Linked DNA regions of Triticum aestivum: region 2 is linked to region 1. Evidence: chromatin contacts called from public Hi-C data. All regions are on one chromosome and are shown on one strand. Each heading gives the region's core, a stretch centred on a gene start, on an enhancer-like site or on the middle of the called end of the contact. The rest is flanking DNA. Distances are from core to core; before and after follow the strand shown. Region 1 holds the start of LOC123062372 (probable LRR receptor-like serine/threonine-protein kinase At1g51810). Region 2 holds the start of LOC123056999 (senescence-induced receptor-like serine/threonine-protein kinase).

Evidence for each region. A called contact is a pair of places that touch in the nucleus more often than the background predicts.
Region 2: a contact with region 1 is called in a Hi-C map of leaf, with 2.3 times the contacts expected there. The contact joins the promoter of LOC123056999 here to the promoter of LOC123062372 in region 1. A contact is called at or near these places in 3 of 5 Hi-C or Micro-C datasets (all in leaf).

Annotation. Positions count from the first base shown.
Region 1 is chr3A:582,246,315-582,252,156 of IWGSC CS RefSeq v2.1, reverse strand. It overlaps LOC123062372 (probable LRR receptor-like serine/threonine-protein kinase At1g51810), which reads left to right and starts at 2,288. Exons shown (of 12, transcript XM_044485854.1): 1 at 2,288-2,514; 2 at 2,735-3,302; 3 at 3,584-4,083; 4 at 4,324-4,468; 5 at 4,749-4,820; 6 at 4,905-4,970; 7 at 5,047-5,127; 8 at 5,792-5,842. The coding sequence starts at 2,400. LOC123062373 (a long non-coding RNA gene) reads right to left here. Exons shown (of 2, transcript XR_006429642.1): 2 at 2,160-2,573. It overlaps LOC123062374 (a long non-coding RNA gene), which reads right to left and starts at 1,687. Exons shown (of 3, transcript XR_006429643.1): 1 at 1,071-1,687. LOC123062371 (senescence-induced receptor-like serine/threonine-protein kinase) reads left to right here. Exons shown (of 12, transcript XM_044485853.1): 12 at 1-777. The coding sequence ends at 565.
Region 2 is chr3A:582,014,528-582,020,369 of IWGSC CS RefSeq v2.1, reverse strand. It overlaps LOC123056999 (senescence-induced receptor-like serine/threonine-protein kinase), which reads left to right and starts at 2,918. Exons shown (of 12, transcript XM_044480186.1): 1 at 2,918-3,026; 2 at 3,941-4,508; 3 at 4,864-5,357. The coding sequence starts at 2,918. It overlaps LOC123062370 (senescence-induced receptor-like serine/threonine-protein kinase), which reads left to right. Exons shown (of 12, transcript XM_044485852.1): 12 at 1-305. The coding sequence ends at 296.

The DNA of each region.
Region 1 (5,842 bases), core at 1,039-3,538:
TGGGCTTTCGCGGGCTTTCAATGATGCGCACACACATATATCTACAGTTGCTGCTGGCACTCTCGGCTACCTCGACCCTGAGTACCATGCAACTTTCCAGCTCACCATCAAGACAGACGTTTACAGCTTCGGCATCGTGCTCTTGGAGATCATCACTGGCAAGCCCCCGGTATTGATGGACCCTCACACCTACCACCTACCAAACTGGGTACGCCAAAAGATTGCGAAAGGCAGTATTCAAGATATCGTGGACAAGAGGCTGTTGGATCAGTACGACGCCAATGCCCTGCAGAGCGTGGTGGATCTTGCCATGAACTGCGTAGAGAGTGCAGCCATCGACAGGCCAAGCATGACCGAGGTTGTTTCAAGGCTAAAAGTGTTGTTGCCAACAACTCCAAGCCAGAAACAGTATGCTTCCCCGTCCTCCACGAAGTCCATGAATGATGAAATGCGAAAGCAGTTCCAGCTGTTGATTTCTGGAGAAGTCAACGACGAGAGCTCCAGCTCCTTCCAGTCTGGCTATACCAGTCGGATGACACAACTGGTCCCCTTATCTGGACGGTGAAAGGAAAATGCATGCGAGTTATTGTTGCGTCTGCTTAGACAAAGTTTGGTAGTTTGCTCAACTTGTCATGATTGGTTGTAGATAAACAGAAATCCAGTCATTTTGTTTCCATTTTCTGATCTTGCTTGTTGTTTGGATGAGGGGTAAAAGAATTGTGCAAACTTTGGTATTTTTGTTCAAGGAATTTTCAAATAGGATGTAGTCTTCTTCCATGTGAGAACTCGGTGATCTGTTAATTGGCACTCGCACATTAGGTTCCAGACCAAATTTAAAACAAGTTAAACACTGCAGCTTAAGAACTCGGCATTTTCATTACCCCCAATCCCCCATTCCCTCTTTGCAATGCTGTTGAATCGGATTAAAATACGCCCTCCTACTACCAAATCCTCTGAGCATTTCCCGAGTTGGAGCTACTACTGACTCTAGTAAGTATGAGCGAGTTGGCACCTGAGGTACGAAGAGGCTGATGCGAATGCAGGGGAAGAAATGCAACCGCATGACATACCTAACCCTCCTCGCCGGTCGCCCGCAGGCGGCTCCTCGACTCGGCCGCTTACTGCAGTGCCTCCTGGCCGAGCTCCGAGCTGTTGTGGCGGTGGCGGTGGCCTTGTGGAAGGGAAGGGGAGGGGGCGGGGCAAACCCGCGCCGTGCGTGAACCCATGGCCGCCACCCCCGACGGCGACGGCGACGGCAGAGGGCAATCTGGTCCCTCAAACGGAAAACGATGTGCAATCTGGTCCCCCGATCCCCAAATGCGAGAGTCGAGTCGGGTCGCGCGTGTAGGCCCCCTACCGCCCTGGCCTGGTGCCACCGCCTAGAATCACTCGTGTTTATCGGCTTGCCTCCGCGTGCGCCGCCAGCAGAGAGCGCGCGTGGCCCTGCCGACCGTGCGCCGCCGTTTCGCGGTGACCGCGGCCGGCACAGGGCGAGGAAGCCGTCGCCGTCCGCCGGGACGGCTTGTGCTTGCCGCCTTGTCGATAACCTGTGGAGTTGGTTGACGCGGTTTCTCGACGTAAGCGGGACAGGGGCACCTGCCCCAAACCAGATTGAAACCAAGTTCAGATCCCGAATATACATACAGTCGCCGCTCGCTCATGAATTCTACTTCTACCTGCCCTGCCCTTTGTTTGTGACGCGCGACCAAGTGCCATCCTCCACGTACGTGCTGATGAAACTCGATATTCATCATGGTAATAAAAATAATAAGCATCCTATTGACATTTGAGACCGACCGGCCGGCGGACATGCGTCCTCCGAACTCACACCCGGTCGTTCTTATATCGCCCTGCGAATCGGTCGGTCTAGCTGCCACTTGTTCCTTTTTTATCTGATGAGCCTTGTGGTGAAAGAAATTGATGCAACTTGCATCCATCTTATAAGAAAAGAAATTCCAGCTTGGCATGGAGGATAGGCCGCACGCCAAATGTCGCGGTGCTCTGCAGTCTTCCGTATGCGGCCAACGAACCGCTCGTCAGCCTGATAGCCAAGTCCCAACTCGGGCACAATTGTTTGTGTGGGCGGGCGAATCGGGCCTGCATGTCGCCCATATCTAAAGCCACGGACGTTGACGGTTCTCTGAACCAGTCTGGTGTGCTAGAGAAAACAAGTGCTGCGACCTGCAATTACCTACTGATGAGCAAAAAAAAATTGCTTTCTATACATTTGTTAAATTCAAGGCCAAGCCCAAGCCCAAGTCAAACTAAATACTCAAAACCCCAACAAACCATTACAAAAATATACCACATTGGTGTTTTCGCTGCTATATAGCTGCACAAGCCTTTTGTACCGGACGGTTGTTTCTTGCTTCCAAAAATTGCGAGGACTGGGCACAACCATGGCGATCAGCTTCGGTTGCTCGGCAAGTACAACGACAAAGCTGACATGGATCCTGGCGCTGCTGCTCATCCTGGTCACCATGATCCAAGTCCATGGCCAGTCTTCTACCTCTGGTAATACAATACTTCCAGCGTTTCCCTTCTACCCTGCACCTCTATTAGCTCTGCTCCATCTGCATGGAGAGTTCAGTTTACTTTAGCTTGCAACTTAAGAAGTTCCACTCTGAAATCTTAGATGTCAACAAATTCTTAGCTACCAAATACCTGGTCGCACATTCCATGATCATCTTAAACTTGAAACACATGAAACTGATACGTACTCTCCATTACGCAGGGTATGTAAACATCGATTGTGGATTCACAAACAGTAGTCCCTACAACGACACCCTCACAGGACTCGTGTTCCTTCCTGACCTTGAATTTGTCGATGGCGGTGCGAGCAACAATATTTCAGCAGCACTCATGGCTGATGCCGTATATGAGAACCAAAAGGTCTTGAGGAGCTTCTCTCATGGCTCGCGGAATTGCTACACGCTGCCATCCGCCGCTGGTAAAAAGTTTTTGCTGAGGGCTATGTTTACCTACGGGAACTACGATGGGCTGAACCGGACTACGGATGGGTCTCTGTTTCTGTTTGGACTCCATATCGGTGTCAATTTCTGGGAGGCGGTAAACTTGACAAATACGGATCCATCAAGCACAATATGGAAGGAGGTGCTCACCGTTGCTCCGGCCAACAACCTGTCGGTCTGTCTGATAAACTTCGGTACAGGGACTCCGTTCGTGTCTTCGTTGGAGCTGAGGCCACTTGAAGATTTGATGTATCCTTTCGTGAATACTTCGGTGTCAATCAGCTACTTTAGACGAATCAGATTTGGTCAATCCACTGAATTTATCACAAGGTGAGACAAGGCTGGCATCCATAGTAATTTTGGATTTGATCTTAATAATGCCTGACGATGCTTTTAAATTCGGCTGGCAAGCTCGGCACAACTAAAGTGATTGCCCCTTAATCTGTTTCCTGAAACCTGAAATTGCTTCTAACAAAAATTAATGTCATCTTAAGGTGACAAGAAAGTGGGTTTGTCAGTTGCCATAGCTGCTGCCTTTAAGTACAAACCAGAAAGTAGTTTATTGGGCTAGCTATTTACTTGTTCTCCCCTTGTCTTTGTGTGTGATCAAGATATCCATTGGACCCGTACGACCGGTTCTGGGAGGGCTGGTCTTTCTCCTACAACGCCTACCCCTGGATCGCCCTAAACACTAGCAATCAAGTAAGGCCGCTACCCGGTGACAAAGCCTTCCAGGTACCGGAGGGCATCCTCCGGCGGGCCTCAACCCTAGACGCAAATTTCTCCTTCTTCGAGATCAATGTGACAGTGGGTCCCAACCTGGACACCAAGAACCTGCAGCTTCTTCCCATCTTCCATTTTGCTGAGATCAACAGCAGCAACCCGAGCAGGAGATTTGACATCTACAGCGACAACGACTTGCTATTCTCAGACTTCTCACCGTCACGATTCCAGGTGGACAGCATGCACCAGAATGGGCGGTTTTTGAACAACCCTGCTGCGATCTTCCGCCTGAACAGGACACGCAGATCGAGGCTCCCACCGCTCATCAACGCGTTTGAGGTGTACTCGCTCGTTCGGATGGATAACCTCACCACTGACTCCGACGATGGTGAGCTCAGTGCATACAATGCACGTGCATTATACATGTATATGTGGCAGATTCACATGATCATCATGCAGTTTATTCACTTCTGTTCAGTAGAAAAAACTTGGATATGCAATAACTTTGCAACTGGTTAAGTTAATGTTTATATTCTTTTTAATACATATATATGAGCGCCCATAGCCAACATATACAGCTTTATTTATTCTGTTCATATTTGTTTCCATTGTCTTTTGGGTGTTGTAGTCATTTACATGAAGGAAGTCAAGAAACACTACAATTTGGCACGAATAAACTGGAATGGAGATCCATGCTCCCCAAGAGAGTATTCGTGGGAAGGTTTGACTTGCGACTACTCTAAGAGCAACCAGAATCCGATGATTGTCGCAGTGTAAGAAAATAACCAGGACTGTCCCATATTTACATTTTGGAACCTAAATATCACAATTCAATATGTTTAACCTTTGAAGCGCATTACATTAGCAAGAGACACTCAGTCACATATCTTACTGGCTAATATCTTGAAGACACAGTTAATTTAGTTGAAATCTTGAAAACATATGTAATTTAGTGTGAACCACAGAATGATACTTTAATAATCTTTAAAAAACAAGTTAGCTGAATGCTATCACTAAATTAATAGACCTGTATTAAAATGAGTTGTTTTGCAGAAATCTGTCTACCAGCGGACTGAAAGGTGGATTAGTCATATCATTCATGAACATGGTATCACTGGAAAACTTGTAAGTCGTGCCTACCACAAAATAGCAATGGGCTAAATGTTATTATTTTGACATCCTTGTGACCTAAGCACATAATATATGTAGGGATTTATCACACAACAATTTGACAGGAGCTATTCCAGACTACCAAATAAAGTCACTCAAAGTTCTGTAAGTCTCTGTGCTGATTATAATATTTGGTTGATGATATAAGTTTTAGAGAATGGTTTTAACTATTATTTTACAGCGATTTGTCATATAACCAGCTTGATGGGCCAATCCCGGATTCTATTCTTCAAAGATCTCAGGCTGGTCTGCTTGACTTAAGGTTTGCATGCTTTGTTGCGTAATTCCTTTTGTTTTAACTGAATGTTGCACAATTTATTACTACATAAAAAAATAGATCAAACTAAAAAACAACACTGCAAAGAAACAGGGTTGAGCCTCATAGAAGAAATTCAAGGTTTAGCAACAGTCTTGCACATATAACAAATATGCCACACTTTACCAGACTAGTGTTACGCAAGTTTGACTTTCTCTGGCCACAGTTCAGTTAGTTGTGGCCTACCACACTTTTCTAACGCCATGACGAAGCAGCCTCACTTGTTGTATAAAAGAAAACTTACAAATTTTACTAAGTTGTGATGGCTAATTTGGGTGCCACAAAAAGTGTGTGAAGTCACTCTATTAACCAGCATGTCCTCGGTTACATGTACCAGTACTACCATCTAGTAACTATACGCTCTATTCTCTATGGGCAACCAGTATGAGTGGTCGTAGAAAAGGACCTTAGTAACTGCAGGTGATTTACAAACCATTAAGTTTATTCTTTTAGAGTGCATAGATAAGAAACCAAGAAGCTTGTTCTTTCAGAGGGCATACATGTTTAGCAGGTTAGTCATGTTAGAAAACTGAGGCATCTTCTAATCATAATTTTATAGCTAACATCTTATGAGTTCATTTTTCTATATGTTGTCTAATTGTGCCCCTAGATTAGAAGGCAATCCCATATGCTCAAAAGTCAAAGATACGTACTGTTCAAA
Region 2 (5,842 bases), core at 1,669-4,168, 230 kb after region 1:
TAGACAAGAAACTGCTGGATCTGTACGATGCCAGTTCCCTGCAGAGTGTAGTGGACCTGGCCATGAACTGCCTCGAAAACGCAGCCATCAACAGGCCGACCATGACCGAGGTTGCTTCAAGGCTCAAAGTGTGGTTGCCAGCTGTTTCTGGGGCCCCTCGACATACAGACTCCATGGATACTGAAATTCCAAGGCAGTTCCGGCTGATGATTTCAAGAGCAAGAAACGAGGGGATATCCTTCCAGTCTGGCTATACCAATGGGATTTCACAAACGAGCCTCTTTTCTGGACGGTGAAAGCGAGATGCCGGGTCCTCTTAGATAATGTTTGGTAATTTGCTTAACTGCGCTGCCATTGATCGTCCGTAAACTGAAATTTAGTAATTGTGTCATTTTCAGATTCTAATATTGCTCGTTTGTACGGGTAATAGTGTTAATATTGCTAGTTTCTACCGGTAATAGTGTTCAAGCATGAAGCGTCCCCTTCCATTTGAGAACTTGGTGGCCCATTAATTAGTGCCCGTACATCAAAACCACAGCAATCCTAAGACAAGTAGTCTGCCGCCTAAGGATTCCGCCTTTTATTCCCCATTCTCTCTTGCAAGCATGTGGATTCAAATCTAAAGTACTTGTTTGTTCTACCAAATCATCCGAGCATCCACGGAGTTTGTCGACTAACACAGCACTACATGCGATGGCACACAAGTTGGAGCCTGAGGACCTGAGCAGAAATGGCACATGACATACCTTAGTCTCGCCGCTCGCGCCGTGGGGCAGTTCCTCGACTTGTCCGCGAGCTACAGCGCCTGCGCCTCCTCCCCCTTGGCCTCCGCCTCCAAACCCGAGCTGTACGAGAGATTGGGGGCAGCACATCACTGCGGTAGAGCAGCTCCGGTGCTGCCCGATGGATGGGCGTGCGGCGGCGCCCTGGCGTGGAGTCGAAGTGGGCGGCGACCCCCGCCGTGCCTGAGGGCGAAGGGGTGGGCCTTTTTTTTTGAGAAAACCTTACCGGCCTGTCAAGTTACAGCGTGGGCGCAGCCGCAAGAAGCCCGGCGACGCCCCACGCGGCCACACGGGCCACGGGCACCCGTGAGGCGGAACCCCCTCCTATTTTATTTTTGCTCGCCCCAGTCGGCCGAGATCCGAGTATCGAGCGGCCGAGATCCGACAAGAGCGGACGGTCGTGCGCTACGCCATATCTGACGGTGGATCTGTTGACCTGTCGGTGATCGTTATTAAAGTCACGCTGATCTTACCACTTCCTTTCGTGTGCAAGCACTTTGTCCATCTTTTAAATAAAAAATGGGCAATCAAAGTCCCATGATTAGTCCGCCAAGTTTTTTTTTTTTGAAACAGCAAGCCTCCTCATTGATTTTTATTAAAGAAACCGCCAACAAACGTATCACCCTAGTTGAGTTGGTTATCACGAGCGTATCATCGTCAAACTGGTCTGGCAAGTGGCATGTATGTCAGTACATTGCTGGCGCTTTAGCTTTGTTGCGTAGTTTCCTTTGATCCGCTTTGTAAAAGGGCACATACAAAGGACAAACAATAAGGTTCCTAGCTCTGAGTGTATTAGTATTTTATTTTCTTTGAGAGGTTCGTGCGCATTAGTTTTTTTAGGGAAGATCGTGTGTATTAGTAGAGCGAGGCTACCAGAGCTTTGCTCGCCGGCTGCTGGTCTCACATTTACGTGATGCGCCATGTAAACAGGGTTTCTCCTACTTGAGCATCCACGGGACACATCGGCGATCTATCGCCCCAGGAAACATTGGAAGTGCACTGCATCCTCGGGCTCGCGCATGCGATTGCATGGGCCAATCGCCAGTGCGAAGACGCGCTCACGAGCAATCTCTAAATGTGTAAAGGTTACCGACAAACGACAAAAGTCTATTCTATCACCAAAAATGCTAGACGTACGGGAAATTTTTACAAGAATTAACGGACTAACCTTATCCCTCTCACTAATATCTCCCCCATTTTCAGTGTGGGGCCCGCTTCATCTTAACAACCAATCAACACACCCCACCTCAGCCTAGCCTGTAAAACTCATGTAAAACCCCTATAGATGTAGCATTGCTGATTCCACCACAATCTCTAAATTAAAACTGCGTAAAACCTAGTAACTTTTAGGAGTAGTGCTCTAGTAGATGCTTGCAGAAGCAGGGGAAAGCACCCAAAACAAATATTGAAACCAAGCTGAAACCAAGCTGAAGATGAATTCTACTTCGTTTTCCAGAATTTGACATGCATTGCCCAACCGCATGCTCATGGAAATTCATGGGTAAAACATTCCAGATGATATTTCAGAACCGGAGGGGAGACATACGTGATCTTGCTCATTTTATGTCAGCCTAGTTAGGTCACGCTGGGTTTGGCGCAACATCGTCGAACTGGTCTTGCAACTTGTCCTCTTACTTTTGTCTTGTAACCATAGATATACACTTTGTTACCCTCGCTGAATTTACCACAGAAGACCGGTTCAGACTTCAGAGAAATGTCAGCGGGCGTCGCTGTAAGGGCGAGCTACCTGCATGGTTCCTCGCCAAAATGCACCAATCCTGGGCTGGGACCTCGTTATCACGCTGACGGGCAGTAGTAGGTTAGAACCGAGCTAGTCAAACTAAACTCCATGGCAAGTTGGCAAGTTGCATTTTCCGATTTTAGGTGAAATGCAAGTTACATTTGCTACATGAAAAGGCCATCTACTGATGATTAGAACGTTTTGTTTCATCCACATTGTTAATTGAGCGCCGAGGCCAAGTCAAGTCAAGTCAATCCGCATACTACTAAATTGTGTTACTGTACTTGGTTTTCTCGGCCATATAACTGCGTACACAAGTCATTTGTTGCAGATACCAAGCTTCTTAATTTGCATGATTGCTTACCAACATTGCAAGAACCGAAGACAGAGTACCATGGTGATCAACTTCAGTTGCTCAGCAAGTACAAAGCTGACATGGATCCTTGCGCTGCTTCTCATCCTGGTCACGACGATTCAAGTACATGGCCAGTCTACTACCGATGGTAATTCATGTCATATCCTCTGAGCTTTTCCCCTTCCAGATCCAGCACCTTTCTAAGCTCTGCTCCATCTGCACCCACAGTTCAGTTTACTTCAGCGTGCAACTTAAGAAATCTCACTTTACTGAAAACCTCAGAAATCAACAAATTAGTAGCTACCGCATGCCTAGTCAAACATGTCATGATCATTGCTTAGAGCATTTCTGAAAGTTATATATGGACAGAACATTTTGGTTTAGGGAATTAACACCCATCTAGCCCATCCCTCATTTCCTTTAGTTAAAAGAAAAAGAAAACAGCTCTCAAAAACTTTTGCCTCTAGCCCATTTTTCTCGATACTAGTAAGCTGTACGTGCAAAAGCACATGACATATCAGGTACTTCTACATTCAAATTAACGGCACAAAACTATAGGTACTCAAATAGGTAATGCTCTTATGATGTCCCCAAGGGCGGCCCCTCCGACGGGGCAGGGAGGGGGTGATCCCCATCTCCCCTGAGAAGGAGTTCTCCGAGGACAACGAGGAATGGAGCTTGTCTTTATCTGTGTAGTATCTAGTTCTATCCGGTTTATGTCGATGTTTTACCTAGTTCAATGTCGATGTAATGGTATGGTAGTCGGTATTGGTATGTTTAAATATGCTAGGTTTGATCTTAATGTGGTGGCGTTGATTAATATGCAATGAACTAGTTTAAATTTATGTTTCAAATGAATTTGTGTGCAAAAATTATATTGAAAAATAAGTTTTGGGAGATGGATTTGATGGACAAAAGTTTAATTCCTAATAAATAGGGAATTAAAGGATGGGAATAGGACGGAGAATTAAATTACTAGGGATGTGCTAGAGATGCTGTCAGAGTCTCAGTAGATCTTAAACTCGAAGCACGTAAAACTGATACATACTCTCCATTATGCAGGGTTCGTAAACATCGATTGTGGATTCACAAACAGTAGCGCCTACATCGACAGCACTCTAAAAATACCGTACCGTTTTGATGGTGAATTGGTCGACGGCGGATTGAGCAACGAAATTTTGAAAGAGTTCATGGCTGGTGCGGGGAATGAGCAACAAAAGACCCTGAGAAGCTTCCCTGACGGCTCAAGGAATTGCTATACACTGCCATCCACCATAGGTCAGAAGTATCTATTGAGGGCCATGTTTACTTACGGCAACTACGATAGGTTGAACAGGACTATGGGCGGGTCTTTGTTTCGGTTTGGGCTCCATATCGGTGTCAATTTCTGGGAGGCAGTAAACTTGACAAATACGGATCCATCAAGCACAATATGGAAGGAAGTGCTCACCGTTGCTCCGGGCAACAACCTTTCAGTCTGTCTGATAAACTTTGGTACAGGGACTCCCTTTGTGTCTTCGTTGGAGCTGAGGCCACTGCAAGATACGATGTACCCTTTTGTGAATACTTCAGTGTCAATCAGCTACTTTAACCGGATCAGATTTGGCAACGTCACCGACCCTATCACAAGGTGAGAGGAGGCTGCCATCCATTATAGTTTAAGATTAGATCTGACTTATGCCTGACAATGGTCTTAAATTTAATTTGCTAGATTAAACGCATTTAAAGTGTTTGGTCCTTTGTTTTCTAGATGCTGCAGTTACATGTAAGTTGCACGTAACAAAATTTAAATCTCAAGGTGATATGAAGCTGGGATTATTTTGCCAAAAGAAAAACTAAATCGGCGACAATTAATATGGATCGGATGGAGTATGAAGTTGGGATTGCTAAATCCCATAGCAAGTGCCTTTTTTAAGTAAAATACCAAAAGATTAGTGTGCTCTGCTGGCTATTTATCTAATTCTCCTAGTCTCTGTGCCATAAAGATATCCAACAGACGATTATGACCGGTTCTGGGAGAGCTGGCCCCGCACATCCTATGCCTGGATCAACCTTGACACTGACAAAAAAGTGGAGAGACTCCCCGGCGACAGTGCCTTCAATGTGCCGTCGACCATCTTCCAGAAGGCTTCAACCATAGACATGAACATCTCCAGCACGAGCATCATCGTGGCAGCGGGTCCCAATCTAGACACCAAGAGCCTACAGCTTCTCCCGATCTTTCACTTTGCTGATATCAGCAACAGCAGCCTGAGCAGGAGGTTTGACATCTACAGCGCCGAAGGTTTGCTGTTTCCAGACTTTTCCCCATTGCGATTCCAGATGGACAGCAAGTACAAGATCGGGCACTTCCTGCAAAACGCCGATGTATTCTTCACCTTGAACAAGACGAGCAGCTCGAGACTTCCGCCGCTCATCAACGCTTTGGAGGTGTACTCGCTCGTCCGGATGGATAATCTCACCACTGACTCTGGCGATGGTAAGATTAATTTACATACTGCACATGCATTGCACATTTGCCATGTATGACAGATTCACATGATCATCTTGCAGTTTCCAATGCTAATGACCGAGGTCTCGCTATCTCGACCCCTAAAGATTAACAAACTCCAGTTGACATTGTCACGATCTTTACTAGAGTAATAGGATTAAATTTATCAACCAACAGATTTAGTTGTACATTCAACTCCTGAGTAAGCCATCTTCTTAAGGTCAATTGATGCCAATGTGCCATGGGAAGATCATAGATGATAAATGAATTAGTACAATTATCAGTTCTATGATAAGATCATATATATATATATATATATATATATATATATATATATATATATATATATATATGCAACAATATTGCAGCTTCTTAAGCTAATCTTTTCATCTTCTAAAAACATATAATATAAGCCGCCCATACCCAACTTATACAGCTACTATATGCCGTGCATATTTGTTTCCATTGACTTT